2 separate regions of the Mus musculus genome follow, and region 2 is linked to region 1. The links are chromatin contacts, called in public promoter capture Hi-C maps. All regions are on one chromosome and are shown on one strand. The core of a region is the stretch at or near the end of the contact, and the rest is flanking DNA. Distances in the headings are between cores, read along the strand shown.

Region 1 (7,526 bases), core at 2,945-5,444:
TGTAGTGCTGGGTGTCCTGGAACTTGCTCTGTAGACCAGGCTGGCCTCGAACTCAGAGGTCTGTCTGCCCCTGCCTCCTAGGTTCTGGGATTAAAGGCATGAGTCACCACTGTCCAGCTCAGTGAAGCCTATTTTATGAAAAGGAGAATGAGGCCTCCTGGAGTCTGGGGTGATCCTGAACTTACTACATAGCTGAAGAGGCCCTTGAGCTTTTTATTAGTGTGGCTCGCAGGGCGGCAGAAGCTCGCCGTGGCGCATCTTTACAAGGGAGGGGACCGCTTGCAGGAGTCAGTTCTTTCCTTCCACTGTGTGGGTCCCGGGGATTGAACTCAGGTCCTCAGGTTTGGTGGCAAGCACCTTTAATTGCTGGGACATTTCACTGGCCCATATCTTGAACTTCTGATCCTCCTGCCTCCACCTTCTGAGTGCAGACCTCTGAGTTCAAAACCAGCCTAGTCTACATAGTGAGTCCAGGCCAGCCAGGACTACACAGCTGAACCCTGCAGGGCAGAGAAGGAACAATATGGCCATAGGCAGCCTATGGGTCGCAACCCCCTGGGGATCACATATCAGATATTTACATTACAACTCATAACAGTAGCAAAATTACAGTTATGAAGCAGCAATGGAATACTTTTGTGGTTGGGGGGTCACAGCGTTCGAAAGTTGAGAACCACTGCAGGGGGAACACAGTGTACCCCACACTTGAGTCTTGGACTTTGGACTGCAGAAGTGACAATACATGTGTGCTGCTGTAAGATAAGTAGTGACAGGAGCTCATTCCATCTGGCGAAGAGGAAACTGCCTCACAGCAAGTGTTGGAAGGATTAGAGGAGAGGAGCCATGTTCTTGGCGCAGTAGTAGTTCCCAGTCGGGCAGCCCTTTGAGCAGCAGACATAGTGTGTGCCAGGTGCTGCTCTGCGGTGGGGCAGGCTGCCCTAGAGACAGCGCCAGCAGTGAAGAGGGTGCAGAGGAAGACGAGATCCAGGGACAGCATTTGAGGCCAGTGTCACACAGACGGGCAAGCAGGATGAGCCACAACCAAGGGTAGGGAAGGGTCTGGTCCCGGGGGACAAGCTGGTGTGAGCAAAAGACAGAGTGTGCTGGGGCTTTGGGCGGACGGATCCAAACAAGTTGTGGGAGCAGAGTGTGAACGAAGCCACATGATAGGCTGGGCTGTGCGGAGTCAGCCATGACCCTGAGGGGCTCCCACTGCCTTGCACCAAGGCCATCTGACAGCGACAGAGGTTGGTGAGGCAAGTGACATTGAGACGGTGGCAATGGGATCCAGCCGCAGACAGCAGGGAAGTAGCACAAGCTCTGGGTTCTGTCCCCAGAGCTGTAAACCAGCCATAGCATCATAAACCCAGCACTCAGAAGATGGAGGCAGGAGAATCAGGAGTTCAAGGCCATCCTTAGCTACATAGAGAATTGGAGGCCAGCCTGGGTTACATGTAACCCTATCTCACCAGCCTGGGTTACATGTGACCCTATCTGGCCAGCCTGGGTTACACGTAACCCTATCTGGGGGGTCGGGGGAGGGGACTGACTTAAGGCATGCTCAAATTGGATAGAAGACTAGAGTCCTTTAAGCTCCTTGAAGTCCTTTAAACTCCTTTAAGCCAAGAGGTATCCTTATCTATCCCCCAGTTTCACACACACACCCCTATCTACCATCTTGAGAAGAGCCCTCCCCTCTGTCTGATGAGGGCAGCCATATTTCCGGAAGCATTTTATAGAAGGCCCAGCCAGGATCAGCTGGGACTGGGTACCCTCTGAGTCTCCAGTCCTTACCCCCTCTTGGAGTGACTAAAGCCCCTTCTCAGGGTCAGTTGGGACTGGGTACCAGGGACCCCAGCTCTCTGGGTCTCCAGTCTCCACCCCATCCTGGAACAGCTGAGGACCCTTCCCAAGCCTGAGAGAGGAACAGAAGTCCCCAGGCATTAGAAGCATCTTGATTCAATGGTGGGGGTGCACAGGGCTCCAAAGCAGGCCCAGCCGGCCCTGGCCAGGGTCCAGCCATCTACGATCAGCCTGTGAAGCCGCCCTGTGAGCAGTCCAATTAGTATTCACACCAGGTCCCCCCAGTTCTGAGATCCCTTGTTCCCCCCAGACAGCAGCCAGGGTGACTAAGACTGGGAGGCGGGGTGAGTGTCTCAATGGAAAGTTATGCTCAACAAATAGTGAAGGCTTTACAGGATAGGGACAGGATAGGGAGCTGCCAACTATGAAGACAGGCTCCTAGGGATTCCCAAGGCTAGACCAAATCTTGGGTGCAGGATGGCTTGGGCATTAAGACTAGGCTGTTTAGCCTCTCGTCTCTGTCTTATCTCTGCCCAGGTCTGGCCTCATCCCTCCTCCCCTCCCTCCTCCATTTTATGTGCTTAGGGGTGGGGAGAGAGCCCACCTGTTGTTTCCTAGCTAGAAATCGTCCATCGAAGGCAGGCACAGAGGAGGGGTTGAGACATGATCCTCATGCCACCACATGCCCAGCGACATCAGTCCCTGTCACAGTTCCCCTCGATTTAGAACTGCCTGAAAATGTCCCCAAAGTCCTTGCACTGAGACACCAACAACTTAAAAAGGCAAAGTCATCTCAGGGTGCCCAGAGTAGGCTGCAGAAAGAGGGGTGTCCCACGCACCAGCCCCCTCATTCATTGCACCTTATCTTACCTCCTCCTGGCAGGGAGGGGAGGTGCTGGCTGACAAGGGGCTTCAGAGTCTTAGCTGTGCCCTGTCATGGAGAAAGCCTTTTTAAATCCTTTTGTAGGTGGGAAGCGTCACCCAGGGGAGACACAGAGTATAGTAGGAGTGGGTGCTAGCGGGAGAAGGAACCCCCAGAAGACAGGGTTGTCCTGGACAGGCTTGTAAGGAACCAAGGCGCAGCCTGGCAGCAACAGACCCCTGCAGTGGCATCCAGGTAGCCCCCAGTGTGGGAAGACACCTGAGAGGGGGATCTGAGCAAGACCCCCAAATGGAGGTTTGTTCCTCGTGTCCACCACATGCCCAGTGACATCTGTCTCTGTCACCTTGGCAGTCCATGCACCCTAAGGGGGGGGGCAGGATGAGGCACAGGCATTCCCTTCAGGAGAGCATGGGCCTGGGAGCCAGGGAACAGCCCACCCTGGGGCTTCTGGTGGCTCTAGGCACCTGGAGGGTGGGGTCACCAAAGTATCTTCATCCCCCACATAGATAAAAGAGCTGGGGTGGGGGGCTACAAGGATAGAGAACAAGTAGCACATGGAGAGCATGGTACTGTCCTCAGATCCTGGGGACAAGACCCTGGGGACCCAAACTTCTCTTTATATGCTCTCACACTGCAGAAGTTGCATGCCTCCCAGACACTCCTCTACCCTACCCACAGGCTTGCACTCACTTTGAAACATCTGGTCAACCTCCATATATATATATATTTTTTTCTCCCGACTGCCCAGCACAGCTGGCTCCACCTGACCTCTCTCCGTTCAAGCCCAGTCCTCCTGCACAGCAAGATCCTCAGGTGTCCCTTAGTCTCACGAGAAAGCCCCATCTTGTCCCTGGAGCATCAAAGCTTCCTAGCCACCTGGCTCTGTCTGTCCCAGCCGTTTGTCCTCTCACCCCATGTGCCACCTCTGTGGGTGCCTTTTCTGGCACCCCCATTCTAGGAAGATGGCCTTTTAAAATTTGAGTGCAAGCCAACCTTATTCATCCCTACTGGCTGTCTCTCCTCTTTTCCAGTCTTTCTTCATCACTCCCAGACTCCAGGCTGTACCTAGATAACTGCTCTTCTCCCCTTCACCTGCCTGACTCCCAGTAGCTGCCGCCTCCCAGAAGCCCTCCAGTCATGCACTCCTTCTGACGGATAATTACCTGAGCCGTGGCTGTCTTTGGCTAGGAGGTCCACTTCGAGGGTGGGGACAGCAACTGCAGGGCACCTTGGTCTGGTCCTTCACCTAGTGACACCCAGCCTGTAGTGCACACATCCCCATCAGTCCTCTATTTCCCATCACTGTGCGCACCCAGCAGCCATCACACCCAGAGCGCATGCATACGGCCACAGTTCACCCTGTTGACACACATGCACATGTATGCACACACAAGAGCACACACTCCCAGACCACCTCTGACACACATCACACAAACACTTATGTGCCTACCCAAGCCCTCACTTACCGCACACATGCCACACACCGCCAGGCACGCTCGTGTCACTTCAACGGGTGCCGCCAGGAGCTGGGTAGTGTGAGCGGCTGCTGGCCGCCTCTGCCTGCCAGCCTTTGCCAAGCAGTTTCCATGGCGACACATCTTGGCTCTGACAGGAACTGATGTGTGTGGGGAAGAGGGTCCCACAGAGGGGGCGAGATGGGAGGTCTCTGTGTCCTCCGCCTCTGGCACAAACAGGGGAGTGTCCCACGAGTGGCCTAGGCTTACACCTCATGAAGGGGGTTCTAGGCTGCCTGGCACAGGAGCAGACTTAGGTCATTCAGTCATTCAACAAACCTCCTGGCATAATCACTCCGTGCTGATGATGGCTGGGGCTACAGTGTTGTCTATAATGTAGGTTTACGGAGGATGAGGTCTGGGGCTGACTCAGTTTCCCCAAATCCCCTCAGAAGGCCCTGTCCTAGGGAGGTCAGCTAACAGTCTTCTGAGAATCAAGGCCCTCCATCCATCTTCTTTGAGACTTGAGACCAGGAGGGGATGCTGGGTACCCCTTAGACGACCACTCGCTCAGCACCCTGCTCATCTCCTCTCCCTGACTCCACGCATCCTGCACTGTTCCTTGCCTGGCTCCTATCAGAAGTCTTTTCTCACCCTTCTGCCCAGGCCTCTCTCCTGGCTCATTTTGGACAATAAAAGATGACAGATCTATGGTTCTGTCTGTAAAGTGATTTCCACATAGGCATGAGGACTCAAATCCAGACCTCGTAGCACCTACATAAAAGGCAGATGCAGGAGTACGCCCTTATAATTCCAGAGCCGGGGAAGCAGGGGCGGAGAAATCCCTGGGGCTTACAAGCCAGCCAACCTAGCCTGGGAGCTCCAGGTTCAGTTGAGAGCCTGTCTCAAAAGATAGTGTGGAGAAACAGGAGAGAGGCTGAGGGTCCACTGCTCCTCCAGAAGATCTAAATACACGTGGTGCACGCACACACATGGACACTGATTTATAAACTAAAGAGACGAACGGTTACACAGGGAGGAATATTTGCAGAATGAGGTTGGTCAGTGGGAAGCCCGGGGCAAGGTGGGAGGCAAAGTCACTGAACGTCACTGACTCTGGGGACTCTAGGCTGATGATGCTACATTGTAATGTGGATTGAATGGAGTCTAGCTTGTCCCCCTCCACCCCCCAAAGGCTAGGGTGCTGTAAGCTTGGTCCCCATGTGATCCCAGTACAGAGTCCAACAGAGCTCACTGATGGTCAGTCTAACCAACCCGGTGAAAACAGAGTTGAATGAGAAAGACCTTGTCTCAAAAGCCAAGGTGGGGAAGCTCGATCGGTGGTTAAGGGGACCGGCTGCTCTTCCCAACAACGTATCAGGAGGATCACAACCACCTGGGTCCCCCAGTTCCGTGGGATCCAGCACTGTCTTTTGGCTTCTGTGGGCACTCACCCAAAGGTGCAAGAGGAAGGAGAAGAAAGAGAGAAAGATACCTGATGTCAACCTACAGCCTACACACACACACACACACACACACACACACACACACACATACACAGGGTTGGGGTGAGGGGTGGAGGGACTGGAGCAGATGGTGCAAATCTGGCCTTTTGAGCATGCTCCTGAATGAACCTGGTTCCTCCTCTTTTGAGAGCCAGGTGATCCAAGGCTTTCTCAGAGGTCCGTGTCCTTGCCCAGGGCCAGCTCAGCAAGGTCCAGTCTGAGGCTGGAGCCTGGCTTTGAAGGAGTTAAGGGTTCAGTTCCTGGAAACTTGCCTTTACCCCCTAGTTTCTCCATCTTGAAGCTTCTGTGTGCTTGTCCCTGACACCCGTGAGATCATCTTGTTCGCCTTGTGCAACACTGCTTCATTAGCCTCCTGCTGACATCATCCATTGTATGATGGCTTTCCCTGACCCCACCCTCTCTTGTCCTTCCACTAATAATAGTATATAAGATGCTGTACTTCTTCATAAACAGGCATGGCAGAAGCCTTGACCTCCTGAGACCACCTGCTCTATCTTGATCTCTGATCCCTGGTCCTTTGTCCTCAGGACCCTGTCGATGAAGAGTGACCTGCTTGGTCCAGATCTCTCCTCTACATTCCCGATAAGTGACACAGCTAAGGTACTCTCGGGCAGGCCCTGAGGCTATGCTGTTTCCACTTTCCAACCCCCAGAAATGCTAAGGAAGCCATTTGACTTTATAAACTGTCTAGACTTGGGCTTTCTGCTACAGAACAAGAATGGAGACTTGTGGGTCACGGAAGCGGAAGTGCAGGTTCAGACCTCCAGTTCTGGCCTGGTGTCTCACAGTGAAATTTGCTCACTGGGTCTCAGTCAGGCCTCTCTCTCCAGGATTGGTGTTGAGCCGGTTATTTTAGAAGAGAGAACCTGAATTGAGAAAATACCCCTACCAGGTTGGCCGGTAGGCAAGCCTGTGGTTCATTCTTCTTGATACACCTGGGGGGCCCCAGCTCACTGTGGACAGTGCCACCCCTGGCCTGATGGCCCTGGGTTCTATAAGGAAGTGTTCCAAGCAAGCCATAGAGAGCAGGCCAGTGAGCAGTGCCCTTCTGTGGGCTCTGCAATGGCTCCTACCTCCAGGCTCCGCCCTGCTTGATTCGATACCCTACTTCCTCCAAGAACGGACTTTAATTCGGAAGTATAAGCCAAATAAATCCATTCCTCCTCCACTTGCTATGATCATGGTAGTTTACACAGCAATGTCAACCCTAAGACATCTGGTGAGGGCACCCCACTTCACAGACAAGGGAAGTGAGGCTCTGCCAGGCTGAGGGTGCAGCCTGACTGGCAGGTAGCAAATTGGGCAGTGGGGGTTGGGCTTCTCTCTCACAATCAGCACGCTACACTACAGAGGACTGAATCTGCAGGACTTGAATTACTGGTCAGAAGAATGGGTTGAAGTCATATCTCTCGACCTGTTGTGACACCCTGAACTGCCCAGAGGATTGTTAACAGATAACGATATGACTTCCAGAAGCTCAGATCTGCCTAAGAGGAATGTACTGCATGCACAACGCTTTCTGACTAAGAGTAAAGATGTCTCATTCCTCCTTCCAGTAAGTGCAAAGAGGTCTGATGTGACTGCTAACACTGTCACCAGGACAGGCACTACAGTCCTCTCTGGGCAAGCCTGTGAAGAGGTTCGTATATTGCATAACTGGGGTGGGAAGATATACACGAAATGAGTGACACCATCTCCCAGGCTGTATTTAATAAAAAGGAGGAAGCAAGCCGAGCCCCAGCATCCTTCTCTCGTCACGCTTGCTTACTGAGGATGCCCGTGTGAGCTGCCTCCTCCTGCTGCTGCCATGTCTCCCTCTCTGAGATGAGAGTACCCTTGAACTGTGAGTCAAAAATAAAC
Region 2 (7,526 bases), core at 1,274-3,773, 1.7 Mb before region 1:
GACTGACCCCTGAGGTTGTCCTCTGATTTCCATATATGTGATGTGGTGCACATGAGCCTGCAATCACATGAAGACATGAGAACACACAGATTAAAAACACACACACACACACACACACACACACACACACACACACCAAAACACAAACAGCCCCAGTTCTCTGCAGCCTGGGCAGACCTTGAACTTTATTCAGTTTTCTTGCTTCAGCCTCCCTAGTCAGCCTCAGACCAAAGCCTGGCTTCTAAGTCATTTTCATTACATCTTAGAAGGAGGAATCTGGAGACCTGCCCCACCACCAAGGGAGCGAGGTGTCTGGCCGTTGGAGAGTAAGAATGGAATACCGAGTTGTGCACTAATGGGCTTCTAGCAATGCTGTTTAACACAAATAAACACAACAGGCCTCTCCTCTCATGCTGCTCCCCACACCCTCTCCTCCATCCCTGCAGAGCCAGGACTTCACGGAGTGGACAGTGAGCTGGGGAAGCTGGGGTCTGCAGGGGACAGTACACAGCAAGCATCGCTGAGGGATGGAAACAGACAGGGAGGCCACTCTGTGACCTCCCACGGTGGGGACTGGCTCAGACTTGGAGGGGAGCCACCCAAGCGAGCAGTGGCTTGAGCACCCCACTGCACAGTGTGAACACCCCACTCCACAGTGTGAACACCCCAGAGGACAGACTTTGCGGCAGGAATGAGTGGCACACTCCTGCCAGTATCCCTTATTCAGGAGGCTGAGGCAGGAGGATCAGGGCTACAAAGTGAGTTCAAGGCTAACCTGGACTACAGAGAGAATTCCAGGGCAGGCTGGCCTACAGAGTAAAACTCTGTCTCAGAAAACAAAACAAAACGTAAGCTTCCCTTTTTATTTTCTTGCTTTTTAAAAATCTTCTGTGTGTGGGTGTTGTGGCTGAGCACACGTCTAGGTGCACTGGTGTGCCTGGTGCCTCTGGACGCTAGAAGAGAGCACCATATCCTCTGGGACCAGGGTGACAGCTGGCTGAGAGCTGCTGTACAACTGCTGGGAATTGAACCCAGGTCCTCAGGACGAGCAGCCTGGGGTGCTAACCACTGAACCATCTCTCCTGCCTCTAACTTTTGTTTTATTGAGACAAAGTTTCTCTGTGTAGCCATGGCTATCCCAGAACTCGCTGATCTGCTCCTCTGCCTCTCGAGTTCTGGGGGTTAAAGGTGTGCACCACCAAGCCTGGCCTTACTTTTTTTTTTAATAATGAAAAGTGTGGCAATTGACACATGAAATTTTCTGTAACCACCTGAGAAGGTCTCACAGCAGGAACCTGTCCAGGTTAATAAGGAATCAGTGATTGACAGATGAGGCCTCAGAAACTAAACCAAAATCCACCTTGCTGGGGATTTTTCAGAACCCCAGATTTTCCTTCAAATACAAATTGGACCCGGAGGGGTGGTGTGCAACTGTAATTCCAGCTCTTGGGAGGTAGACACAGAAAAGCCAAAAGTTCAAGGTCACCCTCAACTGCATGAGACCCAGTCTCAAAAAAAAAAAAAAACAAAAAACAAAAACTCAACAAAACAAAAGCCAACAAAGGGGATGCCAAGATGGCTCAGTAGATAAAGGGGCTTGCTGCCAAGCTTGACAATCTGAGTTTGATTCCTGGAACCCATGGTGGAGAAGGAGAGAACCCATTCTCAAAGCATATTCTCTGACCTCTTCATGCCCTGTGACACAGGCACATGCGCACACACTAAATAAATAAATAAATATCATTTAAAAACAATACAATATACACTGCTTTAAGAACTCCATATGTTTAGAGAAGCCCTTGTGGGAGGGAGGTGGCTGGGAAAATCTAGAATGATGTCACCGTGCCATTTTAGAGTATGCCTGACACGTCCCAGCAGGTGGGACAATGAATGTCTTATGAAGGACTTGTAAGTGTGAAAGCCCTCAGACCAGGAGAGGAAGTGCTCGGCCCCACCAAGGAAAATGACAATATGAGAACTATTTGCCATAGGCCATGACATAGAGGGCAGAAGACAATGAGAGCTGGGATCTGACGTCAGGCAAACCTTGCTTGAAAAAGAGCTGGAACCCTGGGTTCATTCGCCAGGGCATTCGCAGTACATGGTATGTGTGGTGCATGCTGGGAATCCCAGAACTGAGGGGAGGGGAGGGCAGGAGGATCACAAGTTCAAGGTCATCCTTGGCTATGTGAATTCATTCAGGCCACTCGTGTGCGTGAACACACACACACACTCACTCACACACACACTCACACACATACACACTCTGTCTCTCTCTCTGTCTGTCTCTGTCTCTCTCTCTCTCTGTCTGTCTCTGTCTCTCTCTCTCTCTGTCTCTCTCTCTCTCTGTCTCTCTCTCTCTCTGTCTCTCTCTCTCTGTCTCTCTCTCTCTCTGTCTCTCTCTCTCTCTCTCTCTCACCTGAATGAAAACTTTAGGAAAGCTGAGGCCCCCTTCCTGGGTCTTGGGCCACTGAGCTCCTAAAGACTAGTAAATGTCATTTCAATTACTCTCATGACAAGACAATCACAGGGAGGGGCGTGTCACGGCCTTCGGTGTGGGCTTCCCAGCGGTCTCTGCTGCTACAGCCTGCCCTCTAACAGCCTTTCCTTTAAGGAACAAATGACTGGAAGGAAGAAAGAGGCCGCGTGCTTGGATACAAGCGCTCTCGGTCTGCGTGGTGCCACATGCCTTTAGAGCCAGTGAGCACTGGCCTGGCCCAGTTCTGTGGGGGGACAGCTTCAGGAGGGAAGAATCCCAAGGGCTTCATTAGGAGGGGAACAAGCTCTGTAGGGGGCTGGACATGTGACTACACAGGAAGCTCCCTCCACTTCCTATGTTCTATGGTCCACTCTTGCTGCAGTGCCCTTCCCATGAGGCCTGTTCCCAGGAGGTGAGAGGCGCAGAGACTTCGTCTTGTGTATGTGCCAAGGAAAACCACTGCTCGATCAGGAAATGGCTTTTTTATTATGACAGAGCCTCATGAAACCTAGGCTGGCCTTGAATTCTAAGTATCAAGGATGACCTTGGACACCTGGTCTACCTTCTTAGTGCTGAGATTAGGTGTGCACCTCCGCAGAGGGTTATAGGACACATGGTTGGAACCGAGGGCTTCAGGCATGTTGGCAAGCATGCTACCAACTACGCCAAATCCTCAGCCCATGGGTAGCAGTGCTTAAGTACCAAGTCCCAAAGCAAAGAATTCTCAGGGATTTCATTTAAAGTATCTTCTTTCAGCTGAGGCTGGTGAGGCGGCTCAGTGGGTAGTGTTTGCTGTGCAAGCATGAGGTCCTGAGTTCAGATCCTCCAGAGCACACACAGAAAAGCCAGGCACGGCAGCCCGCACCTAGGATCCCAGGTCCCAGTAAAAGACCCTGACTCCAAACACTTAATGTACAGAGCACAGAGGATACCTGATGTAGACCTGTAGTCTCTGCACATGTCCACACACATGTGCATGTGCACACTTCATGCTTGTGCAGACAACACACATCACACAGAAAACAATCCATTTTGCTAGAAAACTGAAAGATGAGCCAAGGCTGCTGTGGCCGTGGCTACCATGGTGTCCTGGTGCTGAGTCAGGACGTGGAAGGGTTCAGGAAGACTAAATCCAGAGGGACCTATGCATTAAGAGTGATGACAATGCAGTCTCAGATCGGGAGGAGCAAGAGCCCTCTTGGGTCCAGGCTCTGGGACAGGGTCACTGCTATCGGCCAGCAGCTGGCTCTTCTACAGTGAGACAGTAAAAGAAGTATATGCCAGCCCTCCCTGGAAACCACACCGGGCTGACCAGAGGCAGGCAAAAAAAAAAAGCATTAGCGAGTGAAGGGCTTGCTGAACAAACCTGGAGACCTGAGTTCAGTTCCTAAAACCATCACATAAAGTGGAAGGAAAGAACTGGCTTCTGACCTCCACATGTGTGCTGTAGCACGCACACCCAAGAAAACACACACACACACACACACACACACACAGAGAGAGAGAGTCAGAGACAAAGAGAAATGGAGTGGGGGAGGGGTCAGCCCAATATTTCAAAAGTGCACACACTGGCAGGTCACTGTGGTGAAGTTCAGCTCTGGTGTGAGGTATCTTGTGCTGCATTCCTGGGGTTTGTGATCACACCAAGTAACACCAACTGTTACTCAGGCAACTGGCTAGCCCTGGCATGTGCATTTTTGAGTGGGTGCACCCCCTTTGCCACAAAGGGAATCTCCTCCAGAGAGATACTTTCAGGAATGTCTACAAAGTGCCAGAGGTGGCGGTGGCACTGAAGGTGAAAGGCTGGCATGGTGGTCTATGCCTACCGAGATCCCAGCACTCAGAAAGCCGAGGCAGGAGGGTTGCTGTGAGTTAGAAGCCAGCTTGGGCTTGAGACAATAGCTCAAAACAACCACGAAGACTGAAAGCAAGGGCTGATAATATCTCCCAGGAACTCACTAGACCAGGCTGTCCTCAAATTCCCAGAGACTTGCCTGCCTCTGCCTCTGCCTCCCTAGTGCTGAGAGAGACCAAAGCTGTGTGCCACCATGCCGGGCTTCACACAGGTAATACTTATAATGTATCGAACCCAAGGCCCTGACACACACAGATCCAGGCTAACCTAGAATGACCATGGAAAGGTTTAGTGGGCTCACGTAACATCTGAGAGAACCTGGTTCCAGCTACACGGTGGCAGGTGCACTACTTCCCTGCAGATCTGCAACTCAGATCCAGGTCTCAGGAGGGCTCAAAGAACCCTGTGACAACAAAGCACTCAGCTAATGTCACCTCACTGAAGCACAGCTTCCTCACAAGGACGATGAGCCATGGGCAGAGCCTGACCTTTGCCTCAGTGCTCAGCACTCCTTATGAATGAAGTCAAGCGCATTGTGTTGTAGAGCAATTAGCAAAATCAAGGGTGCTTTATCCAAACTTTGAATTTCATATAATAATAATAGTTCAAGATCAGTATGTAGTTGGGCCTCATGGTGAAGGCTTGTCATTCCCAGTGTTTGGGATTCTGAAAAAGCAGAATGGTCAGTTGAAGGGCTGTCTGGGCTTCCGGCTGTTGAGTTTAAGGGCAGCCTGTGCAAACAGTGAGATCTTATCTCAAAACAAAAGATATCGGGGAGGGAGAGGCTGGCCAGTGACACAGAGCTTGTTTAGCATGTGTGAAGCCTCCAGTTCAATCTCTAGCACTATAAAAACTAGTATCTGCTCTTATCTGAATGTAGTATCTGCTGTGAACACACACAAAAGCTCTCTGAAGCCCACGGTTGTATTTCCTGGGTAAACACGTATTTCAGAATATTGCAGAAAAAGCCAAGTCACCAGAGAGGGGACCAGGACAAAGTATCAGTGAGACCCTGGATGGAGGAGCCAGGCCAGACACAGGCTCTCTACTCAATCTCTCCATTCTGGCGACTTCCACAGGTCTGGGACCAATGAGAGCTATCCAACTTGGCTCAGGAAACCCTTTCGGGAGCTGAAGGCAGAGCCAGGAAGGGCCTCCCGGAAAGGGCCAGGCATCTTTCACACACAACCAGCCCAGAGGGCGGCCAGTGGCTGAGCCTGTCCGTCTGGAATGAGAGCAGCGTTTCCTGGAACAGTAATGTGGCAGGCCAGCCATGTGATGGCTTCAGCCCTTACCTCAGCATCCCAGGCAAGACACAGCACTTGGCTGGAGACTCCTGCTATCTCCCTGTGTCCCATCTAAAGAGCAACAAGGCTTTGTTATTTCACAAACAGCAGCTCCATTGGTCTAAACAAGGCAGAGCCCAACTCAATCCTCCCAGGGCACTTCCTCTCTGCAGCCCTGGGCCAACCAAGCTTGCCTTCCTAATAAGGAGAGGCCAGCCAGACCTAACAAACTACCCAGAGCCCAAACTTGGCCCAGCCCAGCCCAGGAGCTGCAACCCAGGTGGGTGGGACAGGGCCGGCTGTGACGGGCAGCTCCCAGTCTCTTACAGCCCCACCTAGTCCTATCTGGCATCAGTAGGTACAGTTGGCTAAGTCCACAGCACGGAAGAAGTCGAGGCCAGGAAGCAAAGAGAGAGAGCAACCGTATTCCTGGGAGGCAGCATCACCCTGCTGGCGGAGGGCCACCAACAATAAGGAAGTGAGTTTCATTTCATGGAAACGAATCTCATCCCTTCGCTGCACACCAGCAGAGACAGGACCTGTTGTCTTGGGTGAGCCAAAGCTTCTGAGGTCCGTGTGTATATCTGCACATACATGTACGTGGTGTGTGCACACATGTGTGCAGGAGATGGGAGGGGGATAATGGGTGTCCTGCTTCAGCACTCCCTTATTCCCGGGAGACAGGGTCTCTCAGAGAACCTGGAGCTATGCTAGCAGCCAGCAATCTTGTTTCAACTGCCCACGTGGCTGAGGTACAGGTCCGTGCAACCAGGTCTAGCTTTTACACTGGATGGATACCGAGGACTCAAACACAGCTCCCCACTGCAACACCTCCCCAGTCCCAAGATCCTTCTTTGATTTCCTGCCTCGGTGAAAAGCAAGGACCAAGTGTATCTTTCGGAAAGGGGGAAAGCAGCAACCAGCTTCCATCACGTTCCAGGTTTCAAAAGAGGGAAACTGAGTCACAGACAGCAAATGCTCACATAAAAGCCAGGGGAAAGCTGTCCGTATACCTGTGACCACAGCATTTGGGAGGTGGACGCAGGAAGACCAAATGTTTATAAAGTCATCCTTTGACAACACAGCAAGTTCAAGGCCAGCTTGGGCTACATGAGACCCTATCGGAAAAAAGAAAACATGAACTCCCAAGTACTGTGTGACAGCTGACTGCTTCTGCCCAGGACCACCGCCCAGGACTGTCATCCTGTCCCTCCCTGTCCCCTTATGCTCAGCCTTTCTTGTTCTTTTTTCTCCTTGTCATACTGCACCCACATGTATGTTAATTTGCATATATGAATATGCTGACGAGATACAGCACATGACAGAGAGCATGGAATTCTTTCTGAAAGTCTGTGGCCTTGCTTAATGGTCTATATTCTAAGTCCATCCATTTTCCTACCAATGTCTTTAATTTTATTTTTCTGAAGGTAGAATAGTATTCCAGTGTTTGTGTGTCTACCAAATTTCATTATCCAGTCATCTACTGATGGGCAACTGTGTTGATTCCAGAGCTTTGCAATCATGAACAAAGAAGCAATAAACGTGGGGTTACAAATCTCTCTATGATGGAGTACGAAGGTCTCTGGGTATACGTACGCCCAGCACCGAGCTAGCTGGGTACTAATTTTTAAAGGAATTTCCAAATCGATTTCCACAGTGGTTGCACTCGTTTCATCCCATCAAATGTGAATTAATTGTTAAGAAAAGTCCATTGTGTCGCTTAACAGTTAATGACAGCTGAAAGTCTGAAACTAGTACTAGAGCCTTATAATCTAGCCATGGCGTGCATCTGGAAGCAGGCCAGGAGGTAGCTGGGAACCTGTGCCTCCTCAGGGTTAAGCGGGGAGCCTGGCAGATTCTGATGAGGCCGTCCAGCATTGGCATTTGCTATGGCAGCAGTGACAAC

What was found. Promoter capture Hi-C pulls out the DNA fragments that hold promoters and counts their contacts.
Region 2: a promoter capture Hi-C map of embryonic stem cells shows a contact between it and region 1, with 4 times the contacts expected there. The contact joins the enhancer-like site here to the promoter of Amz1 in region 1. A contact is called at or near these places in 8 of 39 promoter capture datasets (the 3T3-L1 cell line, 3T3-L1-derived adipocytes, the C10 cell line and 3 more) and 2 of 115 datasets of contacts at active chromatin or transcription factors (embryonic stem cells and epiblast stem cells).

What each region holds. Positions count from the first base shown.
Region 1 is chr5:140,720,795-140,728,320 of GRCm38.p6, reverse strand. Amz1 (archaelysin family metallopeptidase 1) reads right to left here and starts at 4,194. Exons shown (of 8, transcript NM_173405.2): 1 at 4,153-4,194; 2 at 3,850-3,947.
Region 2 is chr5:142,423,253-142,430,778 of GRCm38.p6, reverse strand. The region is part of intron 1 of Foxk1 (forkhead box K1); the gene reads right to left. Among named protein-coding and RNA genes, the nearest start is that of Foxk1, 26 kb to the right of the region's middle. Within about 2 kb of position 2,523, at least 10 of the 459 cell types and tissues checked have an H3K27ac peak or open chromatin away from gene starts, as enhancers often do. A contact at or near this core is called in embryonic stem cells, where this site is marked.